2 separate regions of the Sus scrofa genome follow, and region 2 is linked to region 1. A link is a contact called in public HiChIP or PLAC-seq data. All regions are on one chromosome and are shown on one strand. The core of a region is the stretch at or near the end of the contact, and the rest is flanking DNA. Distances in the headings are between cores, read along the strand shown. Region 1 has its middle 3.5 kb from the start of MALSU1. Region 2 overlaps IGF2BP3 (insulin-like growth factor 2 mRNA-binding protein 3).

The links. HiChIP or PLAC-seq counts read pairs in DNA pulled down with a chosen protein or histone mark.
Region 2: an H3K27ac HiChIP or PLAC-seq map of alveolar macrophages shows a contact between it and region 1. The contact joins two enhancer-like sites. A contact is called at or near these places in 1 of 47 Hi-C or Micro-C datasets (embryonic fibroblasts) and 2 of 2 datasets of contacts at active chromatin or transcription factors (alveolar macrophages and skeletal muscle).

Annotation. Positions count from the first base shown.
Region 1 is chr9:92,083,267-92,086,566 of Sscrofa11.1, forward strand. No RefSeq gene overlaps it. Among named protein-coding and RNA genes, the nearest start is that of MALSU1, 3.5 kb to the right of the region's middle. Within about 2 kb of position 1,640, at least 2 of the 83 cell types and tissues checked have an H3K27ac peak or open chromatin away from gene starts, as enhancers often do. A contact at or near this core is called in alveolar macrophages, where this site is marked.
Region 2 is chr9:92,246,404-92,249,703 of Sscrofa11.1, forward strand. All of the region lies in intron 2 of IGF2BP3 (insulin-like growth factor 2 mRNA-binding protein 3), which reads right to left. Among named protein-coding and RNA genes, the nearest start is that of IGF2BP3, 24 kb to the right of the region's middle. Within about 2 kb of position 1,843, at least 1 of the 83 cell types and tissues checked has an H3K27ac peak or open chromatin away from gene starts, as enhancers often do. A contact at or near this core is called in alveolar macrophages, where this site is marked.

The DNA.
Region 1 (3,300 bases), core at 390-2,889:
CTTGCTTAATTCATAGCAGGTTTTTGTCATGCATGTATTCAATTGCTGATACTTAAAGAGCCATCAATTTTTTTTAAATTTGTCTTTTTGCCATTTCTCGGGCTGCTTCCGAGACATATGGAGGTTCCCGGGCTAGGGGTTGAATCAGAGCTGTAGCTGCCCGGCCTACGCCACAGCCACAGCAACGTGGGATCCAAGCTGCGTCTGCAACCTACACCACAGCTCACAGCAACACCAGATCCTTAACCCACTAAGCAAGGCCAGGGATAGAACCCGCAACCTCATAGTTCTTAGACTTGTTAACCACTGGGCCACAACAGGAACTCCAAAGAGCCACAATTTTTTTAATGATTTCTATTTTTTCTGTTATAAAAAAATAGAATAGTGGCCTAGCCAGTAAGGATCTGGTGGCCTAGCCAGTAAGGATCTGGTGGCCTAGCCAGTAAGGATCTGGTGTTATCACTGCTGTGGCTCAGGTGGCTGCTGCAGTGGGTTCAGTCCCTGACCTGGGAACTTCTCTATGTCACGAGCACAGCCAGAAAAAAAAAAAAAAAAAAAGGGTGAGGACCACTTCTCTCCAGCTCAGCTACCCTTCCAAACCTCACAGGGCAGCTCATTCTACAACTGGGCAATTGTACCTGTCGGTGAACATCCCTGCCTTGTTAAGTTTCATTCTTTTTCTCAGATTTCCATTCTCGTTTTACTGTTTCTGCCCTCAGGAGATCATGAATAAGGAACGGCTAGAATTAAAATCAACTCTTTTATATATCTAATTAATTCTAGGTATGCTGGAGTTCCCGTCGTGGCGCAGTGGTTAACGAATCCGACTAGGAACCATGAGGTTGCGGGTTCGGTCCCTGCCCTTGCTCAGTGGGTTAACGATCCGGCGTTGCCGTGAGCTGTGGTGTAGGTTGCAGACGTGGCTCGGATCCCACGTTGCTGTGGCTCTGGCATAGGCTGGCAGCTACAGCTCCGATTAGACCCCTAGCCTAGGAAAACTCCATACGCCGCGGGAGCAGCCCGAGAAATAGCAAAAAGACAAAAAATAATAATAATAATAATAATAATAATTCTAGGTATGCTAAACGTGTATGTTTCTGTTTAAAAATGATTTTGTCCCCCTCTTTGTAGATCTTCTAATTGGAAGAAAGAAAATCTTTTGAAGTAGAAGTTCAGTGAAGGGCCTCATTGTTTCATAACCCTAGGGGCAAAGCATTGTCTCTCTTCACTCCAAGCCCCCCAAGAAGCACAGAGTCTGCACTCAGATGTTTTCTCTTGGTTTGTCAGTCATGCTGTTCATGCTGTAAGTACAGGGAGTCCAACCCTGAGGGGGGCATTGAGACCTGCTCTATGATGAATTGTCGGATTCCCAGAAAGCATGGAGCCTGTGGTTTGAGGGCATCCCAGAGCACCGCAGGGGCCTCTCACATAGAAGGCCCCTATGTGGGAAGAATTTCCTCCACCATTTCTCCAGCGAGCCTGTTTGTTGGGCCAAATTGTAGGCTCAGGCTCCCTACCACCACTTTCGGTAGGCAGCATTGTTTGCTCAGATTTCAGAACCATTGCTCAATCCAGAGCTGAGCCTCTCAGCACCCACATTGTTCCCCCAGATTACTGGGTGCTGGCAGGCAGCCAGGCTACGATTCCTCCCACAGTCGACAGGAATTGGCAGGAACCTAAAGGCTACCAGACCTCCTTGCCCTCACTTTTACAATGAAGAGTGTACTTTCTTCTCACACTGATGCATGGAGGTGCAGTTTGCACACAAATGATCATTCTAAGTAGACTTGTAATTCACGACCTCCCCAAGGACCCTCACCAAGGTTTATTTATTTTTTTGCTTTTTAAAAATTAAAAAAAAAAAATTTAGGGCTGCACCTGTTGGCATCCGGAAGTTCCCAGGCTAGGGGTCAAATTGGAGCCACAGCCATGGCAATGCCAGATGCAAGCCACGTCTGCGACCTACACCACAGCTCAAGGAAATGCCGGCTCCTTAACCCTCTGAGCGGGGCCAGGGATGGAACCCGCAACTTCATGGATACTAGTTAGGTTTGTTACCACTGAGCCACAAAGGGAACTCCATCACCAAGGTTTAAACCAACCAACATTCCAGTGCCAGGTGCTGGGCTAGGGTGGGGGAGGGAAAGGTGTGTTGTCTCTGCTTCCCAGGAGCTTCCAGACAGAAGGAGAGATGATGATTAGAGTAAATGTCACCAGTATTATATATTTGTATTTGAAAGTCCAAAATGCTGTGGGGTTTCATCAGCAATTCTGTAGGAGTTGGAGAAGGCTCTGAAAAGAGGTAATATTTCAACAGACCTGGGTCTTGAGGAAGAAGAGGAGAATGGGTACAGAGCCCTACATAGTCCAACTTCAGGGGACCCCTTTCAGATTGGACTTGAGGGAATGACAACCCCTAAAGCTATGCACTTTGAAGGGACTGTGGGGTGACATTCCAGGTGAGGTGAATGCCATGGTGAGGGCATCAACCCTGTGAGAAATCAATAGCTTTTTACTTCCAGGTGTTCCCCAGACTGTGACACATTTTGTCCCAGAGTTGGACAAAGATCAACCTCCTGAATAAAGTGTAATGAGATATGCAATTGTTAAACTGTCCCTGCTTCAGGCCAGCATCTAATCCAGAGCTGTCACCACTTCCTCTGGGCTCTCCTTAGACCCATTCTGCAGAAGCAGAACCTCTGGGGTTCCTGTTGTGGCTCAGTGAAAACGAATCTGACTAGTATCCATGAGGACATAGGTTCAATTCCTGACCTCGCTCAGTGGATTAAAGATCCAGTGTTGCTGGGAGCTCTGGTGTGGATCATAGAGAGGGCTCGGATCCCATGTTTCTATGGCTGTGCTGTAGGCCTGCAGCTGCAGCTCCATTCTAACTCAAGCCTAGGAACTTCCATATGCTGCAGAAGCGGAAGACCTATCCAAAGTCCCTCCTACTCCCTCTGGGATGCTTCTTTGTCCCCCACAGTCTGCAGTCTCCCTCTGCAGCAAGTTCCTGAGTCTAACTTTGAACATATGTTTGTTCTTGGTGGTCTATCTTTTTTTTTTTTTTTTGGCTAGGCTTTATCAGAATTGTGGGTTCAAGGCATTTCCCTCCTCATGATGCCTATTTATAAACAAACGATATACCAATTTCCATATGATTACTACACACAAAGCACTGTGGTGTGTAATTTGTATTTTTCTTTTTTTCTTTTTCAACCACTCCTTCAGCATATGGAAGTCCCCAGGACAGGGATCAAATCCAAGCTACAGCCACCACCTATGCCACAGCTGGCACAATGT
Region 2 (3,300 bases), core at 593-3,092, 160 kb after region 1:
TAGTGGGTCAAGGATCAGGCGTTGCCATGAGCTGTGGTGTAGGTGGCAGAAGCAGCTCGGATCCCACATTGCTGTGGTGTAGGCCAGCGGCTACAGCTCCAATTTGACCCCTGGCCTGGGAACCTCTATATGCCACAGAAGCAGCCCTAGAAAAGGCAAAAAGTCAAAAAAAGAAAAAAAGAAGACATATACCATATGATACCACTTATATGTGGAATCTAAAATATGGCACAAGTGAACCTACATAACACAACAGAAACAGACTCACAGACATGGAGAACTGACTTGTGGTTGTCGAAGGGGAGGGAGTTAGTAGACAAAAACTATTGCCTTTGGAGTGGATAAGCAATAAAGTCCTGCACAGGGAACCATATCCAATCATTTGTGATGGAACATGACAGAAGATAAGAATGTATGAGAAAAAGGATGTATAAAAGTATAACTGGGTCACTTTGCTGTACAGCAGAAATCGACAGAGCATTGTAAATCAACCATAGTAAATTTTTTTTTAATTTAAAAAAATAGAATTGAATTTGAAAAAAAGCAGTTTGGAAACCCAAAAAAGCAGTTTAAGAGCACCATTTTTAAAAAGAATAATAAAATTAGAATATGAAAAGTGACATATCTTAAAGAAATTTTTTAAAGCACAAAAAAGTTGGGGGGAAAAATTATCAGAATTCAGAGCATTGAACTAGTTCCAGCTAATATAACTCATTATGTACATGCTTTTTATTTTTTTTTTAATTTCTTTTTTTGGGGGGGGGCCTTTTTGTCTTTTTAGGGCTCTACTTGCGCATATGGAGGTTCTCAGGCTAGGGGTCCAATCAGAGCTGTAGTTGCCAGCCTATGCCAGAGCCACAGCAATGTGGGATCCCAGCTGCGTCTGTGACCTACACCACAGTTCACGGCAACACCAGATCCTTAACCCGCTGAGCAAGGCCAGGCATCGAACTCATGTCCTGATGGATACCAGTAGTTTTTTGGGAGTATTTTTTTGTTGTTATTCTTTTTAAAGTTTTTGGTTCAACATTGCACATTTCTTTTATCTGTAACTAATGATTGGGGTAAATCACATGATGGAGTTTGCAGAAAATGAGAATAATCTGTAACAACCACTAATAATGAAACCTAACATACTGTTAGTACCCTATTAATAACAAACACATTTAAACAAACTTTAATGTTTTATCACCTCAGATAGAGATAAACATACTTTATTCCTAAATTAAGACTTCGTATTTTATTAGAATTGAACCTACTATGTTAGCACAATTTTATCCTCTCTCAGCTTCCAAAGTACCTTCAAAGCTCTTTAAAAGTTCAAAACTGTAAGGAGCAGAAAGTGTAATTTTCTAAAAGGTACAGACTCATAGATGTTTGTACATGTAAATAAATATCCCCAACAAGGATAATAACAAAGCCACAGAAAATATATTAGAAGAAGGGAAAAAAAAAAAGATCACTTCTATCATTTTTATGGTTTAAATTTTGCCATCTATACTATGTTTTGCGGTTTTTTGTTTTTTTTTTCCAACTGTAATTTTTTTGCCCACACTCACAGCATGTAGAAGTTCCCAGGCCAGGGATCAAACCCATACCAGAGCAGTGACAAGGTTACTCAACACCCTGTGCCACAAGAGGAACTCCAAATCTTCCAACTTTTTAAATTATTATGGAAAAAACTAGTTCTGCTTGATTCCCACAAGTGTTCTATATATAGTATATTATCTCCAAAAAATTTTAAGATGCCATTTGATTGGTTTCAGTGTGCACACCACTGACCAAGAGATGTATGATTAAACAGGAACAGTTAAGAAACTGGCTCTGTCAATTTCACACTTACGACAGAGCTAGTACACCAAAATGCAATCATCTGGGAAAAACACATCATCATGAGTTAAAATGGTCATAACCCACATACGATAAACAATTATTTAAGTGATGCACATACTAGACAGTAGTTATTACATTTTCTGGTGCAGAGTACAGTACCTGAAATTTCGACTTAATATGTCATATACATGAAAAATGACCTGATTTTCACTAATTTTAAGACAGCCCTAGAAGAGGTACAGATATATTTATTAGATTGATTTGCATTTGAGCAGCTAAAGTCTGTTTCTAAGTTAAGTACAAAGCTGCTCATCTAAAATGAAGAACAAGCATGTAAAGATTTATCTAGCACTGTGGAAATTAGTGTATCATAATCATTTTTCCATCTGTGCTGAATCATGCCTTCACCACTATGCTAAACTACCTCTTGGCTTAAAAACCTTCATTTTGACAGTCCAACAAAATAGTAACATGTTATATGCTGGAAAATAAGAATCAATAAATCCATATTATTATAAACAAAGAAAATAAATGGAAAAGGGAAAGCTCTTCCTTAGAGTAACTCAATTCTAACTCATAAATGTAAGAAATAATAGAATTAGAAAGTCAGCATTTGGCAACCACTACAGTTAATAATGGTTTCAGGTAAAAATCATCAATGAATACTAAAGTCAGTGAAAGTATGATGAGAGAGAGGACTGTCTCAAAATACTCCCTCATAAGATTCGTCTTTTTGCCTTTGCTAGGGCGGCTCCTGTGGCATATGGAGGTTCCCAGGCTAGGGGTCTAATCAGAGCTGTAGCCACCAGCCTACACCACAGCCACAGCAATGCGGGATCTGAGCTGTATCTGTGACCTACACCACAGCTAACGGCAACGCCAGATCCTTAACCCCCTGAGCGAGGCGAGGGATCGAACCCACAACCTCATGGTTCCTAATCGGATTCATTAACCACTGAACCACGAGGGAAACTCCCAAGATTCTTAATTCAAAGGAGAAAACAGTAACTTTTATACTGGAGAAGCCTGACTGTCACACTTTAACCAACTGATCAAAGTTAACACCTTGAGGAGCCCTGGAACAAAAACAACATCTCAAGCTTCCTGATGTGGTGGTGGACTGAGAACTTCAGCAGTACTTCACACCAAAAACACGCAACCTGATTCGAACCACAGAGAAACTTCAGTCCAACCCATATTGAGAGACATTCTATAAAATAACCAGCTTATATTCCTCAAAAGTATGAAGGCCATTAAAGACAAACCAAAGACCAAGGAATTGTTACAGTTTAAAAGAAATGAAAAAAACATCCTATTTAAATGCAGTATGTGATCTTGAATTGGATCCAGGATCAGGAAAAGGACATTAGTGAGAAAAGAGGCAAAATGTAACATCTGTAGATTAAATACCATTGTATCAATGTCATTTTTTCTTTTGATCATTTTTCTATAGTCATTTAATTGTCC